Regions from separate parts of the Mus musculus genome. Here region 1 is linked to region 2. Evidence: chromatin contacts called from public Hi-C data. All regions are on one chromosome and are shown on one strand. Each heading gives the region's core, a stretch centred on a gene start, on an enhancer-like site or on the middle of the called end of the contact. The rest is flanking DNA. Distances are from core to core; before and after follow the strand shown. Region 1 overlaps Synpo2 (synaptopodin 2). Region 2 has its middle 19 kb from the start of Gm34577.

Evidence for each region. A called contact is a pair of places that touch in the nucleus more often than the background predicts.
Region 1: a contact with region 2 is called in a Hi-C map of liver, with 2.8 times the contacts expected there. The contact joins two enhancer-like sites. A contact is called at or near these places in 1 of 15 datasets of contacts at CTCF or cohesin (pro-B cells), 24 of 484 Hi-C or Micro-C datasets (the 3T3-L1 cell line, 3T3-L1-derived adipocytes, the G1E-ER4 cell line and 12 more), 1 of 115 datasets of contacts at active chromatin or transcription factors (embryonic stem cells) and 1 of 9 other capture datasets (embryonic stem cells).

Annotation. Positions count from the first base shown.
Region 1 is chr3:123,100,884-123,107,276 of GRCm38.p6, forward strand. All of the region lies in intron 4 of Synpo2 (synaptopodin 2), which reads right to left. Among named protein-coding and RNA genes, the nearest start is that of Myoz2, 69 kb to the left of the region's middle. Within about 2 kb of position 3,693, at least 45 of the 459 cell types and tissues checked have an H3K27ac peak or open chromatin away from gene starts, as enhancers often do. A contact at or near this core is called in liver, where this site is marked.
Region 2 is chr3:122,867,132-122,872,945 of GRCm38.p6, forward strand. No RefSeq gene overlaps it. Among named protein-coding and RNA genes, the nearest start is that of Gm34577, 19 kb to the left of the region's middle. Within about 2 kb of position 1,365, at least 1 of the 459 cell types and tissues checked has an H3K27ac peak or open chromatin away from gene starts, as enhancers often do. A contact at or near this core is called in liver, where this site is marked.

The sequences.
Region 1 (6,393 bases), core at 2,443-4,942, 240 kb after region 2:
AGAAATACCCTCTGTGGGTAGATAATGCTCACACCAGGAGACAGGAGTTATTATTCAAGAATCTCAGTGCCAAGCCTGTGAATGACTGGCCAACGAAGTCCCAGAGACCTCCAAAACGATGCTGCAGATATGGCTAGAGGTCTTGGTTACTCAACTAGATAGTAGAACCCGATGGCTGAGGACACCACGTGCTTAAGTTTCAGAATATAAAGAAATAAATCTGGAACCGATCAGAAAAACTTCCTCTCTGCTAGCTACTTTCATCATGTCCGAAGTTGCTGCAGGCTGTGCAGGCTGCAGGGGAAGGCATCACTATTCTTACCCTGTGCTGATCCCTGTATACTACAATACTCAAGTGCCAGTCAAAGCGTGCCCAGTGGTTCAATCCTGGCATAACTGTTATGGACGTAACCAACTACTTTCTGATTGGGTTGGGGTACTCCTCTCCAGGAGGGAGTCATGCCTGATGTTGTAAACCTGGCCAATAATTCAAGGGTAGGGACTTCATAGGGTCTATGGAGGAACCTATTATTGCTGGTTTGCTAAATGATCATATGTCCAACTATCTTCTAAATATTTACATTTATGGGAAAGTTCTTTTTTGTAGTAGACACTGAATGGTAAATGCAAGGCTCGTAACTTGTCAAAGTGCTAAGAATCTGTGACTATTGGATACTCAGCCCTAAGGAGAACACCTCTCCTCAGGGGATAGGACGGAAGTCAAGTTAGAAAGGATGTAGGGGCCATAGGACAGGGAGGAGAAGTATAAAATCGGCCATTGCACTTATGGACAAAGACTGTGATTAATTCACTTTGCATGTCTCTCTGGTCTAAATGGTGAGGTTTTTCTTTTCTTTTTTTTTTTTTTTTTTTTTTTTTTTTTTTTTTTTTTAGTGACATCTTTCTGTGGTGGTCTGAATAAGAATGGCTCCCATAGCCTCTCATTTGAGTGCTTGTTCCACAGTTGACGAAACTGTTTAGGAAGGGTTATGGCAGAGATGTGTCACTTGGGTGTGGTCTTTGATGTTCCAAAGGTTCCGAGGTTCTTAGCCTTCTCACTCTCTGCCTTGCACCTATGGATCAGAGGTAAGCTCTCAGCTACTGCCCCAGTGTGGTGACTGCCTGTCACCATTCTCTGGCCATGATGGTAATGGTCTCTAATGCTCTGGAACCATGAGACCCCAGATTAAATGCTTTTTTTTTTAATTAGTTGCCTTAACCATGGAGTTTTAGCACAGCCATAGACAAGTAACTAAGATACTTTCTTATTTAAGAAATTTTGCAGCCTGATGGTGGTGGGGCACCCCTTTGATCCTAGCATTCGGGAGGCAGAGGCAGGGGGATCTCTGAGTTTGAGGTGGATCTAATCTACAGAGTGATTCCAGGACAGCCAGAACTACACAGAGAAAAGCCCTGTATTTAAAAAACAAAACAAAACAAAAAAAATTTCATTTTAGAGAAAAAGGAATTCTATAAAGTAGGTAAGAATTGTCAAGTGAAAAAGTAGGTAAGAATTGTCAAGTGAATGATCAATTTTCTGAAGTAGATAAAGGATAGGTAATTGTAGCCTAAGACAGCAACTTGTAAAGGCAACACAATGTCTAAGCCCTTCTAAGCATGGGGCCGGGGCGGGAGGAGGAAGGAAGTAGGAGAAGAAAACAGAAAACCCCCATAATGTGCATGTCTGAAGTACTTATGCATCTAATCTAGCCATTAAAAACCAAAAACACCAGAGAAGGAGTGGGAAAGAAGTTTTTAACAAATAATCGAAATGTTCCTCTCAAACTTCGCTTGATTTGTGGCTTGGGAATCATTTTATCCGGCCATGGTGGCTATGTTTAATCTCAGCACTCAGGGAGGCCGAGACTAGAAAAAAAAAAAAAAGAAATCATTGTATGGAATATTATTAGTCTGCCACTCTCTCTCTCTCTCTCTCTCTCTCTCTCTCTCTCTCTCTCTCTCTCTCTCTCCCTCCCTCTCTCTCTCTCTCTGAGATGAGAATGAGAGAAGAATTAGGGAATCTTACTTCATAGTCTAGGTTGGCCTGAACTCTGTTTCAAAGAAACCTGATAAAAAGAAGGAAGGGAAGTATGGCTAATTAACATTCAAAATGCTTCAGAATTCTTTGATTTAGATCAATAAGAATGTTTTGAAATCTCACTTCCAGAGAGATTTCAAATTTTAAGTTAGTCACTTTAAAAACCACTTTTGATTGGAGTTAGCAGGTCTAGGTCCCCAAACCAAGGGCAGCTTTTCTTTGACAATCCCTTCTCTGAGAGTTACAAAGATGCTGAAGCGCTCAAGACTGTCTTAAGTGATAAAACTATAATTCTGCTTCTGAAAAATATTTATCTCACCCTTGATGTGTAGTGACTGATCTGACAAAATCAGATCTTGAGGCTTCTCCTATCTTTAATAAAACAACAAGGACAATACTGGAAGTCAGTTGCTGAGCCACAAACTTTGGAATGGCGGTCTGGGAAGCTCTACGAGGGAGAAGAGTCTGCTGCCACCTGGTGGACGCTAGGCGTAATCACGTTTGCTTTAACACCTCACAGAGTCCGAGCAGGCCCACAGCCCTGCGTGGTTTGGTTGTCTTTGATGAGGGGAGCCTACAAACTATTAAGAGTCTTAAAGGACTGTTAGACAGGTGTTAGAAATGCGTTTTATAAAATGAGGTGCACAAACAAACAAGTATCAGATGACAAATTCCTGGCTCCCACCCAGATCTAATAAATAAGTATCCAAGGTAAGGCCATGCCAATCTTTACTCCCATGGAAATGAAAGTTGGAAAACGATGTAATAAAACACAAGAAAGACATACGGGCATGGTGGCTTATCCTGTATCTCATACTTAGTTCCTGACTTGCTTTGGTTTGAGATGCGGGGGGGGGGGGGGGGGGGGGGGCACTCATGAAGCCCAGGCTAGCCTCCAAATTCGTCTATAGCTGAGGGAGACCTTTAACTCCTAATCTTACTGCCTTCACCATTGCACCATTATGCTGGCTTTCAGCAAGACTTTCCTAATTCAGATTCCAGCGTCGATGGAGCTCATACTAGGCTGCCGTGAAGAATTAGTTAGCCATATCCAAACATTGACAAGCAGGTCAGGTATTCATCCTTGGGTGCTAAGTGTGGGAAAAAAAAAAAGAAAAGAAAACTCAAAATGGCAGATTCATGCCTTAGACTGACACCTGGGGTATCCAGGTTACTCAATAGTGGATCTTATTCTGGAGTGAGCAGTTGTTGACGGCATTTATACATTTGAAACACACTGGGGAAAAATGACCAAGGGTAAACCAATTCAAGACCCAGTTGTGGCTTTTGGGGTTTGGCTGTTTGGGGCCCAGTTGTGTTTTGTCTTTAGCTATGACTAGACGTCACACATGAAAATCTAAGCCATTTCTGTTTCATTATATCCGAAACAAAATTCCAAATCCAAGCTTGTTTTGATTTGTGATTCTTTTTTAAAGGTCGAGTCTTCTGAGCTCCGACTTCTGCTTCTGACTCATAGACATTCTAGAAGTACCAGAAAATCCACAAAAATTCCCTGGGCGGAGGTGGTCATGTTGACGTCCCTCCCTGCATGGCTTCTGAGGCTTGTGTCTATGCCTTCCCAGGCCCTGGGCGCTTGCTCTGTGGAGACCTAGATTTCAGTCTGGCTTTGGAAAGCAACCATACCTCTTAGGCAAGATCAAGTACTGCAAAACAGGTCGGGTCATTGACCCTTTGTCCCCAGAGGGAGTTGCAGCAGGCCTGGGGACAGTGAGGTGCAGTGAATGAATGGGTCAGTGGGTGTTGTCAGGGCAGGAACACACAGTGAGACTCTATCTCAAAAATAAAAGGGTTTGTGTGCGTGTGTGTGTGTGTGTGTGTGTGTGTGTGTGCACCTCTGTGTGCTGAGAGAGTATTTGCATCATCTCGGGTAATCCCACATGGAATTTACTTAAGAGGTGATTATCTTTTGATCATACCAAATCAAACCAGTCCCTTTTTCCTCCCCAGCATCAGGGATGGATCCTGGAACCTCATATTTTCTGGGCAAGCACTGTACTGTTGAGCAATGCCCTGTCCCCAAATCACAGCTTCTTAATTCCTAATTTTGCGGGAATTTTTGTCACTCGGTATTATTGTCACTAAATTTGAGGGTTTTCTTTTGTTCTTTCTCACGGATCTCCGTTTTCTCTTGGTCCTCTACGGTCCTGGTAGCAGTGAGCACAGTCTGGCACATACCAGCCTACAAGGGCTGGGAATTTGTTTGATGGAGTCTGTTCAGCACACTTGTCTGAAATGTAAGGTGTGGTCTACGGTTGCTTGGAAGTATTTGACAGGGACTGTGCTGGCTAATTTTATGAACTTGACACAGACTAGAGACATCTGAGGAGATGGAGCCTCCATTGAAAAAAAAAAAAAAAAAAACAAAGGGCCTCCAGGAGGCTGAGCTACAGGCAAGTCTGTAGGGCATTTTCTTAACGAGTTCTTGATGAGAGAGTTCAGTCCAATGTGGGTGGTGCCACCCCTGGGCTGGTGGTCCTGGGTTCTATAAGAAAGCAGGCTGAGCAAGCCCCGAGGAGCAAGGCAGTAAGTAACATCCCTCCATGGCCTCTGCATCAGCTGCTGCTCTATTTGAATTCCTGTCCTGACCTCCTTCAATGACAGACAAGAATGTGAATGGGTAAGCCAGATGAACCCTCTTCTCCCCAGCTCGCTTTTGGACATGGTGTTTCTTCACAGCAATTATAAGCCTAAGACAGGGAGGGTTGTCTGTCTTGGGGGAATCTTCCAATGGGGTCTGCATAGCAGGAAGGGTTGATCCCCCCACCCCAGGTACATCTAGGGTGGCTGCTGCCTCAGCTGGAAGTGTCACCCTCACAGGTCCCAGTGATAACTACTCGTCTTCTTTGAAACACTGGAAGCTGGCGAGTCTCGCATTATAATTCTGCTTAGTAGTACTGTTAGGATGCCCAAAGTGATGGGTTTTGAATTACCCAACTATCTAACAGGAAATTTCTTTGAATTCTCTCGGGGGGGGGGGGATGCATAAAGCCAAGGAATCATTCCTTTTGTTTAGTCTGCATTTCTTCTTGTGCACACCCCTCCTCCTTCCCTCCATCCTACCCCCTGCATCACCAACCCCCTTTTTCATGTTCTGTTGGGTTTTTATTTTATTTGATTCATTCCAGGGCCTCACACACACGCTAGGCAAGTGATCTACCACTGAGCTATATATTCCTAGCCCTGACTCCATTTTCTAAATCGTATCCCTTGCCTAGCCAGAGGCTGTGACCCTGTCACACAAACTCGCTGTCAGAGCCGTATCCCCCCCCCCCCCACCTTATAGCTATGTCTTTCTTAGAGACTTATTTCCATTTCCATCAAGCTCCCATAGTATATAAATTTATGGTCTATCTTCGGATGAAAGGGTCCTTCCCAAGCCTATTGTATGGAAAGCCATTTATCCAACACGGAACTTCATGCGGAATTTGCTTGCCCAGCAGACAACTAGCAGGTCTTCTGGAGTGAGAAGGCAGGGTGGAAACAATGTAGCCATGGATGCAGAGTACTGGCGTTGCCAGCAGGTGTATGTATCAGCCTCACCCACTATCCAAAGCTCAGGACCCGCACAAAAACTACATTAAGCCTTTTGAACCCAAGAAAGAACAAAAACATCTCCAAGTTGGGTCAGTAGATCTAAATGACAGGCCAACAGAGGAAGCAGAGGGGGCAAGCTCTTCAGTTTTATTTCCCCTTTTTAACTTCCTATTTGACAGGTCGTTATTAAACATTCTGAATTTCAGGTGTTCCATTAAGTAGCAAACCACCTTCCCTCTCCCGGTAAATCCCAGGAGTAAAAGCAGTGTGGCTGGTTAGGAAGGCAGAGCACACACTGAGTTGTTAACAGAATGCTAGCTCACAGTGTACAACCTAGGGCAAGGTCTCCAGCCTTTGTGCCTCGGAACCCCATCAACAATCCATAAAATGGGCACAAAAATGCTACCTCCTTTACCTGGACAACCAATCAAAAGGGTATTGTAGGAAAGATACTCAGCTGATGCCGGGCTAAAGTTTTTGTAAACTCAGTATTCTCATTATAGTTTATGTAAAACACTCACATATTTTACGACTATCAATAAGCTAATTGTCCTTCCTACCTTCTGCCCACACTCTAGTCCTCGGAAGCTTTGAAACTGTGTGAATGGCCGCCCCAGCTTCTGTCCCTAACTGACATCCTGATAGGGACTGCAGGTCTTCATTCAGGGTTGTCCAGTGTGTCAAAATGTCATTCCCCCATCAAGAAGAACCCAGCACTGTACTCTTTGATGTCAACTTCCAAGAACACTTTCTGTTTCTTCCTACGAGGCACATTTCTTTTTCATGCAGGGCCAGCTACT
Region 2 (5,814 bases), core at 115-2,614:
TGCTTGCAGTAGATAATGATCAACAAACAGAGCCAGGACTGGCCAGAGTGCTAAGAAGGTTCAACCCTGAAGAAACCCTGTATACTGAAGTCCTTCTTTCAAAGGCTTGGGTACCACTATAGAAGAGAGGGCAGAAAGGATTTGAGAGTCAATGGCGGTAGGGGACTACAAGGAACTGTCCAACACAGCAAGGCATTTACACACATGAACTCACAGTACTTGTGCGGGCCCAAGGCAGACCAAATCCCAGCCTGGAGAGGGGAAGTGGGTGCAATGTTGCACTCCCTAGCCAAGGAGTGAGTTACTAGGAATGGCTAGAGCTTGGGAAAGAAATCAGATCAATTTCCTTTTAAGGACGTAGCCCCTGGCAAGTTGACTACACTCCAGTGGAAGACCACATGTCCAAAAATATTTGGACAGCACAAATTAACCTCAAAGAGAAGGGGGAAATATATGAAGAGAAGGGACATCTATGGAAAGTTGAGAGGGTGAATATAATAAAAACTTATTGGACAGAGTTAACAAGGAGCTAATGTTTTTAAAGTTTAATTCGTATTGTCTGGGCTGCACAACTTCTATAGACCATTCTCCACTTTCTGGAGCTTTTTAGAGGGCACTGGTTCCTTTTGGCCAACAACACAATCTAGAATCACCTACAAAGAGAGAACCTCAATTGAGGAATTACCTTCCTCAGACAGGCCTGTAAGCATGTGTGTAGGACATCTTCTTGATTACAAATAACTGGTGTGACAAGGCCCAACCCACTGCTGGAGGTGCCATGTGGTAGTCCTGGGCATGTGGTACTGGGCTGTATAATCAAGTCAAGGAAGCAAGCCTTTGTCTGTGGACTATGCATTGGTTCCTGTCTCACGCTTCTGGCCTGGCTCTCTTGGATGACGGATTGTGATAGGGAAGTGTTTAGCTATGTTTTGTCATAGCATAGAAACCAAACTAAAACAGAGGTTGGTAGACGGAATGTGCAGCGCTACTTTAATGCAACAGTGCTTAGGAGTCCTTGCTGCTCTTCTAGAGTATTCCAGTTTTATCATCACACACACACACACACACACACACACACACACACACACACACACACACACAATGGATAGCTCACAACACCAGCTCCAAGGGAATCTCTTGCGACACTTGTGGGCACCTGCACATGTGTGACATATACTCACACAGACATGATAAAAGGAAATACAAACTGTTTTTAAAAAGAAGAAAGTTAATGTCTTTAACTTATTTCAAATAAAGGGTAAAGTGAAGTAAACATTTATTTCTCTTTCCTTCCTGACTTTGGATGTAATAGCTGCTTCAAGCTCTTTGATTTCCTCACCATGATAGATTGCACCTTTGAACTATGAGCCAAAGGTGCAGTCTCCATTAAGTTGCTTCTGTTGGGCAATCAAAGCAACAGGAGAATAAACTAAGATAAACTATGATTTTTAAAATTTAATTTAAATTTTATTTTAATATATATTTAATCACATATCATATATGTATATATAAATATGTGTGTGTGTCAATTACATTACACACACACTCACACCCTGCTCAGTCTGATTAGTATTACCTATATGTGTATGATTTCAGGGCTGACTACTTGGTATTTGGGTATTGAATGAGCAATTAGGGGCACATCCCCAAGGAAGACTCTCCCATTCAGCAATCCTCAGTTGCCTATAGTTCTTTGTCTGTGAGTGAATCCTCATGAGATGTTGTCTCGCCCTGGTAGCATATTGATTGGTGTTGTACTTCTTCAAATCTTGTTCTGGCAGCTGTATTGTTGAGATACCATGATTGAAACATCCCTGACATTTCTAGGAGAAACCATCGCACAGTAGATTTTCTGGCTCTCTTACAATCTCTTGCCCCCTCTCCTTGATGTTCCCTGAGCCTTGGCTGCAGGAGTTTGTATTGTAGATGTACCAGCTGGGAAGCCATGATGGTTTCTCCTCTGCATCTTGACCAGCTGTGGTTTTCTGTAATGGTCTCCAACTATAACAAAGAGAAGTTTCTTTGGCAAGGGGTGAGAGCTATTCTTCTCTGTTGATATAAGGATGAGCATTTAGAATGCCATCAGAAATTATGTTGATTTAGTAAAGTAACAGTAATAGGTTCTCTTCTATGATCTATGACCCTACTAACTCTAGGTAGATGGCTAGGTTTCCAGTACCAATCATGATTTCCTTCCTGTTGATTAGGCCTTAAACTTTAACTAGACAGTTGTTGGTTATCACCAACATATGAGTGCCACTATTGTCCCCTTAGGGTTCTCCGTGCCATAGCGATTGCCACTGTGGCTCATAGGTGTTATAGAATATTAGTTGTTTCCCTCCCTTGGAAACTTGAATAGGAACTTCAGGTACTGTTAAAAACTAACGTTCAAGATAGGAACATTTCAAGGCAGATCCAGCTTAGATTTTCCATATCTTATGTCCAAAGTTCATGGTGTCTTCAGCAATAGGGATTTACCTTCAACCCATGGGAGCCAGCCAAGAGCAGTAGCAGTAAGCTAATATATTTAAAGAACACAACATTTTCCAAACTTAGTTTTAGCTTCACTTTTTTTTAAATCTAAGAGCACTCATACATTAAATAAATATTTTTTTAAGTAAGAAAGAAAAGCAGCTTCATGCTATCCACTTTCTAGCACAGCATTTGGAACCATTTTGAGCTACTGAATTATTTAGAAGTCTCCTTGTCCTTGCTGTGTGTCTTGAGTTCTCATTTCAATGTGAGCATCATTTTGGAGACCTGATGTAAACTTTCATTTTGCAAGAACTTTCGTGTAATTCTTCTATGGAATAGTGCGAGTTATTGCTGGCTCTTTTATACATTTAGGATTTTAAGATGCAAAGCCTAGGAAAACTGCTTACCCAGATGGTGTCCTCTAAAACGGAATTGAAGAGGATGCTAACATCCTCCAGGTTTTATGGTTGTGTATTCCAAATTGTACTATGATCATTCTCTTTAGCAAAGATAATTAGACAGACCCTAAAACTGAGTGCCTAAGTCAGTGCCTCCTAATCTACTAAGTGGTTTTGAACATTGGTAAGCCTTTAAAGAAATACTTCATTTTCAAATTAGTTTCACTCTCGTTGGTTTATTTTACAAAACTTTGTGGCCATTGTCAGTCAGCATTCTGCAAAAGTGTGTGTTTTTGTAGTTGTTTTTTTTTTTTTATAAAGCTTTACATAAATCATTGTCTGTTAACATTCCACGGGATAGCTTCTGACAACAGAACCTGAACAAATCCCTAGATGGTAGAAAGTACTCACAGTATAAGCAGAATGGACTCCAGGCCCGCCACTCCTTCTGTATCTTAGTTGCTTTAAACTGGTCATAAAGACTTTATTAGCACTAATTCCTTAATACCTGTCACGGACACCCACCCGCACCCCAATGTGAGATCAAATCATACTTACTAGGATAAATCTTATCCTGGGGACAAGGGACAATAGAGAACAGAATGCCAGATGGATAGTCACCAACGTCTTCAGAGAACATTGTTCAGAACTAAGCGTGTGTGTGTGTGTGTGTGTGTGTGTGTGTGGTCATTTGAAATGAAGTTGTACTGGGCATGGAAGCACTTGCTTGTAATTCCAGCACTTGGAAACTACTCGAGTCCAGCATAGTTTTTATGGTAGCACGCTGTCTCAAATCAACAAGATGTGTTTGCTTATTCTAGCCCTTCCAAGAGTAACTAAACACCAAATAATTATAGAGAAATGGTTCTTATGCAAGGTTACTTGACACTATCTGGATGCCATCTATCTTTGATTCATAATTGTAGTCAATTCACAATATTTGTTTCAGACACAGACATTGTGGTGATTTGACTGATAATGGCTTTATAGACTCATATATTTGAATTCTCCTCCCCCCCCCCTTCCCCAGTTGGTGAAATGATTTGGAAAGGATTAGGAGGTGTGGTCTTGTTGGAGGAGATATAGGATTAGGCCTTGAGATTTCCAAAGCACAGGCCATTCCCAGTTAACTTTCTCTGTCTCATGCTTGTGAATTTCAGTTACTGCCCCAGAACCATTTCTGCTGCTGTGATCCCCACCAGAATGGTCATGGACTCACCCTCTGAAACTATAACCCCCCTCCCCCAATCAACTCTTTTTCCATAAGTTGGTCATGGTGTCTTATCATGACAGTACCAACCTAAGGCAGGCATATTTCAGTTCAACATTGATGTGTTTCAACAAAGTGTATAGAGATGCAACTTGCCTGGCAGGGAAGAAGGTATTCCAAAGAGACACTGGTAGGCCTTCCATTTAGCTCTCAGACTCCTGAAACAATGAAACCCAAGGAATTAGAATTTCTCCAGCAGTATCATGGTGGGAGAAGAAAAACTTGGTGCCAGCCAGATGTTGAACTTGTTTCCTGGAAGAAGATTTCACACAGGTCTTGTCAGACCACATTGCAGGATGAGAATGAAATCCAAACGGTGATGGTTGAATAATGGGCAGGATCACACCATCAAGTGACCAGGACTTCTTCATTACCTGTGTGTTTCAATTTGTAATTAAACCTTATCTGAGTTTGAACCCCATGGATGGACTTGGGACTTGGCAAAGTGTCACTAGATGACTTTGTACCTCGTTCCAATGTGGTCACATTGAATAAACCTCTCTTATTTGTTTCTGGGTTTTGATGCTGTCTTGGTTTGGCTTTGTATTATTACTTGTTTGTTTCATTGACTTATTAAGGCTGAGTAGCCAAACTGGATCAATTTGGAATGTCATGGCCCAGGCTCTGACCCTTAGTAACTCAGAATAAACTAACAAAACATCAACCAAATCAAAAGAAGTCTAAGCCCCAGACTCATTACCATGCCCCAAGCTGGCAATGCCAGGTGATCGGATGCAAGAGGTCCATGGTTACCAGATCCAACCTGGTGCTTCTTCTGGTGACAAGTGGATTGTCCCTGGGTCAGGGCTCGGGGCCGGGATGTCGAGCACTATAACCGATAACGGCAAATGCACAGCTCTCATCTCAAAGAGGATAAGAGATAGTTTGTTCTAGAGCCAAACATGGCTGACCATGACCCACAGACACAAAGACTCCAAAATGCCACCCTACAAATGGTGACTGTTTTATAAAGTTTTTACAGTAATTGAACAAGGAACTTATAATTCAATGCACTTTTCAGATGTGTTGGTGGGTGTGTTGGGAACAGATATTATCAGTGCCACACAAAATAACAGGGAAAGTTACTCAGCAAGGCAATTTATTTTTTTTACAAAAAGGAGGCACAACCAAAGCCAGGCTAAGACTCACTCAGAGGGCAGGAAGTTTGCCTAGCTTTTATTCTAAGGCAGGTGGTGACTATGTCTTTTCTCCATTGGCTGGGGTCCAACCTTACAGTCTCTCATGACTAGCCAGTTTTAAAAGAATCTGTGCAAAGAAAATGAAGGAGAAGGGGAAGAGAGAAATCAGCCTTTCCAGGTCTCTGTGGCTCAAGAAATAAGAGGGGGACTTTGCATAAACAAAAATTTCCCCTGATATGAGAGATTTAAAATTTGCATAACAATTCTAGAAGGTAGGGAAGATTAAATGACTAACCTAGAAGTTTTACAACTTGGGGCAGATTTATGGAATATTGGCCCTTCTCTGACTACCTATCTTTGATAGGAAAAAAAGATATTTTCCTCACAAGTAAATTGTATAGGCATGTTCAGCAAAGTGGAGATGTCTACCATACGAATATGTGATCTAGTGGAATTCTTAGCTTTGGAGTGGATGGTGGGGGATATGTTTATACAGTCTAGAAAGCTCTTACACACAAAGGTGGGAATTAGT